2 separate regions of the Mus musculus genome follow, and region 1 is linked to region 2. Evidence: chromatin contacts called from public targeted proximity ligation data. All regions are on one chromosome and are shown on one strand. The core of a region is the stretch at or near the end of the contact, and the rest is flanking DNA. Distances in the headings are between cores, read along the strand shown.

Region 1 (2,700 bases), core at 67-2,566, 350 kb after region 2:
AGAAATAACAGAGCAATGAACCTCAATGTATTGAGCAGCTAAATTTCATGTGGGGTATGGTGTGTGTGTATGTCTGTGTGTGTTAAGGTCTGTTACATATTAATTATTGAACTATGGCAGGACCTAGTGTACACAGTGAATGGGTATGTAGTAGAAGAACATATTCCGAGTCTCAAGACCCACCGGTTATTTTTAAGGAGTGCTGTGAGGATTAAATTAACCTAACAGTTCACAGCAAAATCATTTTCTTTCCCCTCCATTTCCCTGGAGGAATTTTAGGTTGAAGGGAGAGGTTTAGTGTGTCCTTCCTTCCTTGTCAAAACTCAGTTCCCTCTGGGAAGGCCAACACTCTGAAACTTTTCTCAGACACTGGCTGTTCTATGCATGGATGTATCTTGCCATGATTCCCTGAAGTAAGCCCCTACTTTGTGCAGAGGGCAAACACAGGGCCAGTTAGGAGGGCCTCAAAATGGCTCAGAGCCTCCCTCAGAAGGAGCCACCCTGCATGAAATTGGGAACACACTCCTACTTTCGATGTTTTTATACAGCGGAGTCCTCCATTTCCCCTTCTCCATAACTTCCCTCAAACTCCAGTCTTGTTAGTATCATCTAACCTTTTATTACACACTGACTGGGAATGGCCTGAAGAGGGCGTGGCCAAGGAGAACTCAGCATAGTAGCGCTTCTTCCAGAGGGCACACTCAGCAGTCTGGGTTCCCAGAGAAATGCCATCAATGAAACCTTCTAAAACACAGAAATTGTTCTGAATGGTAAGTCTGAGAAGCTGCCCTTACATTTAAGAGTAAAAATCCAGGACCCACAGGAAACACTGCCAATCTAATGCCTGCGACCCGCCATAGGAAAATGGCCTGGCCTTGGGTAACCCAACCAAGGATGAAAATGCAGCCAGTGCAGCCCCAGGAAGACATCTACAGAAGGCTGGGGCCAACCTCAGTCCTGGGGCCTGAAAGGCTCACTAGGAAAAGAGAGTCATATCGAGAATAATTGATTGACTTTTTTTCCTTCCCACTAAACATCTTAAGCGTTTAGCTCTATTCCCTATTAATCAGTGTGAGCTGGGGGCAAACCACCCAAAATGAACCTCAGCAGTATCTGGAAAAGGCTGAGGCTGCTGCGCTCAGCACAGTGAGCACCAGGCCCCAGCTTTGTTTAACAGTGCTTCAGTCTCTTTACAGATTATTAAAGGAAATATTTAACTAAAGGAAAGCTACTCGTGCACAGGATAATGGACATGGCCTCTGTCCACATGTTAATCATTTTACATAATTGATCAAACAGTCCTGCTCTCCTTCTCTGGGCCTACCCAGATCTTTAATTGTTTATCTTTAAAGTCCACAGCAGGAAAGCTTTGGCTTGTCCTCGCTTAGGTGGCTCGCCAGCTGCTCACACGGCAAGGAAAAACAATGTGTGTCTCACCAACAGATACACTGTGTGTGTACACATACACACAGAAAGGTGGTGTGCTGTGCACATTTGTGCGTGTGCATGTACAGGCCAGGCTTAGACATACCACGTCTTCCTCAGTTCTCTCTTATTTATAAAAGAGGGTCTTGCTCACTGAATCTAGACATCAGGTCGAGCTGCAGGAATCCCTCTGTGTCTTTTCCCCTGGGTGCCTAGATTAGAGAACTACACCACCACACCCAGGAGTTTATATGAGTACTCGGATCTCCACTAGCCCCTCAAATTTGTCTAGAAAGTGCTCTGCCAACTGAGCCATTTACCCAGCCCATAGGCTCACTGTAGTAAAGAATTAAACTGTAAACCTAAGAGACAGTGGAAATGGCTGGAGTCAATCAATGGTTCGTTTCCCATGCACCAAACTAGTGCTGCTTCCCCAGTGAAGGTAGTGCCTACGGGTTTGGCTTTTATTAACTAGATTTCCATTTATACTAACTGGGCTTGTAACTGTCCAAATTTTAGTAATGTCCTGATTGGACACCAGATGTCCTTTGGCGGGGGACCTTACATCCTTCCACTCCACTCTGACCCAGTATCTAGATCTATGCAACTTTTGAAGGGTCATTTCTTCTAATGGGACATTGTAGTAGCTCCAATCAAATGACCTCCTTTCTTTCTCTACAGGAGATTGACTCTCCTTTCAAGATGGCAGCCTCCCTTTAAAAGGCAGTCGGGTCTCTATATGCAGAGCTGGAAACCTCTCCCAGCTTGCCAAGGGACGTTTCATTCACGGCCTCCTGCTTTGTATTTGACATATACTTGTGGGTCATCCCTACACTGTGAATTCTAGAAGAGAATATCTCGTGTATTTATCTGACTTCCAGGGTATGGTATACTTCATACTGTGCATTCAATGATCAGATAAGAAAAGGAATAGTCCTGGAGTTCACATTGTCAGTACCGATGCTACATGAAGCAGGGTTTCCATACCCTGGCCTACAACAATATTCCAATGAAATAGGACCAAGACCCATTATTCAGCCCACTGCGCAGTCTTATTTTAGAGCTTCTAAGTCATTTCTCAAGTTCATCATCTTTTAAAATGTCCTTAAAATTCTCCTAAAGAATTAGCTGTTCTTCCTACTGACATGCATGTTTCTGACCCAAGGAAATAAAATATAAACTCTGTGCCATCAGATAAGGGCAGGCAGGCAGACAGGTGTCACTCCACTTTCTCATCCAAGTCTATGTGACTAATGATAGCTATTTAGGCTCCAG
Region 2 (2,700 bases), core at 40-2,539:
CGGCTATTCTGTATTGGAACCATTGCCCGCCTAGTTCTAGGCTTTGGGTGCTATGGGGACTGAAGAAGGCAACTTCAACGACTCAGTCTTTGAACTCATGAACCCCTGTCAGGTTGGCTAAAATCTCAGGCTGCAGCTTCCTGGATCTCACCTGGGTGAAAGCAACTTTTCCCAGCTCTGCTGAAAATCAGACAAGAAAATGAGAGCCCCCTTCTGTGTCAGCCCGTGCTTATTCTAGTCTCGGGAGCGTTGTGGGGTTTTTGTTTGTTTGTTTGTTTGTTTTGATTTTTAAAAGTTAAGCTAGTTTTATTCGCGAGCAAAGCATTCTTTCGTTTGTGGTAATTAAAATGGAGGAAAGAAAGACAGAACAAAAAAGGTCCATCAGCGCAACAATGAGAATAGAGAGAGAGTTTTAAAAGCTCATCTAAATTCATCTAAGTGGAGGCACTACACCGAGAATGCTATCCCGAAAAAAAAAAATTCTAATCCTAGATTCAAAACCATAAACACCGGTAATTATGGTGGACAGCAACAGCTAAGATAGTGTATAAACGGGGAGTTCTACACTCCATTTTAAGCCACCAGGTAAATGTCATTCTGGGTGACAAATAAGCATTTGGGCGTCATCCCTTGTCTAATTGGATGCCTGGAGCATACAGTGAAAATGCACGCATTCTCCTTCCACCCTCCTTCGGGTAACAAACTTCATCTCCTGCAAGCTGACAAAATGCAGACTGTTTTTTGGCTCACAAGTAACCCCACGCTGGTCACATATAGCTGTTTAGAAAAAAAAAAAAAACAAGACGTAACTGCAGAAAAAAGAAAGAGCTCTTTCAGCTGGCACTTGGGAGGAACAGACAAGAGGCCACATCCAAATCCTAACTTTAATTTGGGTTACTGAACAAGGATGACTGACTGTTCACGACTCCCTCCGAACAACAACAGACACACATGTAATGTGAAAGCGACTGAGAAATCTGGCTGTAGGGAGGCCACTGAGTTCTCTCGCATCCTATAAATAACACCGCGCATGCTGAGAAGTCACTACCGAGCACATAGGAAAGAGTGCGCGCGCACACACACACGTTTCATCTCCACTGACAGAGAGCACCGAAGTGAGGTTTGTTTAGAGGGATACAGATGCCTGAAGTCTGTAAGTAATGCAGTCTGCAGTACAAATGAAGCAGGCACTCAGGGAAAATACCCTCTGGTTTCTGGAGAGCAGAAGCAGGCAGGGGCTACTGAGCTGAAACCCGTGGCTCCGGCTGCATCGCCGCAATGCAGTGCTAAGTTTATTCACCAGGGGTCATCAAAGGTCTGGGTTTTTCTTTGTCTACTTGTTGACACATGTACACTGTGTACTTAAGAACTCCGGAATGGCTCAGCATTGCTCACAGGGACATACATATTACTGCTCACCCCCGCTCCTGCCAGCACTCCAGCCCCCCTCACCCCTATTACAGAGCATTCAATTATTGTTCTCTCTAGATCTTTACCAACACATTACAGGTAGCACATCCACTAGACACATGAATGGAAATACCTCTTATAACTAAACCAACTTGTTCGTCACAGAGACAACATGCCATCAAATTCGATTTTCAATTATTTATTATTTATTTATTTTTAATTTAAAAAAATCAGTTAGCATGTTTCAAAGTTAGGAAGCAAAAGGCTGGTTTCGCTATTGTTTTCCAGACTGCAAGTGAGTTGTGACTCCATCTCTTAAGATTTCAATCACTCCCTCGGGGCCTGGGATCTGAGGTCTGAGCAGGCCCATGGGAGAACAGGCCAACATTATTTGCCCAGGTTGGCCCCATTAAATAGTAAAGAATGGAGAACATGTTTTCAATGATGATCTTTGGAACTGACCTGAAGGGCAAGGTCTCATAGGTCTTGGTGATGCCGGTTGTGTCTGGAGGGAACATTGCCCTTCGAGCAGTATAAAGTGCTTAACCTCGGCTTTCCTTAAAGTACCTCCTGAATGTGTCGAGAATGGGCCTATTGTGGGCAGTTTGATTCTTTCTTATCCACTCCTCTGAACAGACTAAATTACAACTCCGGAAAGCTCAAAGGTGAAATGTCCTTCAACCACGAGGAAGAGATTCTTCTAGATGCTTCCCAGGGCTGCACAGCTCCTAAGGACCCAGACCCTCCTCCTTCCCTGAAGGACGAAGGGCAACCGCAGTATGGAAATGGGGGTGTTTATCTGTATTCCTTTACACTACACTTAAGATGCAATATTGGAACACTCAAATTACCTGGTTTTAGCATGTAACAGTTGACAGTGACTTCCAAAATATAACTCAGTCCCTTCATGCCATGCTTTCTGAACACAAGGTAAGTTCTTTAAGTCGGTTGCAGGCAAAAATGGCCTGTACACTTAATCCTCTTCTCAAATGAGATGGAAAAAAACCTTACAATCTGAGGCTATGTTGTATTAAAGCGAGACACAGAATGGAAAGAAAGTTGAGTAGAACTAACCATGCAATTGATGCATTTAGCTTGCAGTCCTCTGCAGAAAGCCAGGCACCGAGATGCCCATTCCCGCTTGACAGTTTTGTCATCGATGCTGTAAAACGACAGAACACATGAGTGTGTGGGTGTGTCCACAGGAGAAGGTTTGCTCAAGTTTGTTATTTGGGGAAGGATTGTGAAACCAATAGAAGATGGGGGTGGCTAGATGCAGTGAGGTCCAGA

Evidence for each region.
Region 1: a targeted proximity ligation map of kidney shows a contact between it and region 2, with 6 times the contacts expected there. A contact is called at or near these places in 2 of 39 promoter capture datasets (both in liver), 117 of 484 Hi-C or Micro-C datasets (the 4T1 cell line, the AML12 cell line, B cells and 56 more), 14 of 130 datasets of targeted methods (the NIH/3T3 cell line, astrocytes, a beta-TC-6 cell line and 9 more) and 1 of 9 other capture datasets (embryonic stem cells).

The regions. Positions count from the first base shown.
Region 1 is chr19:28,519,670-28,522,369 of GRCm38.p6, forward strand. All of the region lies in intron 4 of Glis3 (GLIS family zinc finger 3), which reads right to left. Among named protein-coding and RNA genes, the nearest start is that of Gm35866, 160 kb to the left of the region's middle.
Region 2 is chr19:28,164,927-28,167,626 of GRCm38.p6, forward strand. No RefSeq gene overlaps it. Among named protein-coding and RNA genes, the nearest start is that of Rfx3, 160 kb to the left of the region's middle.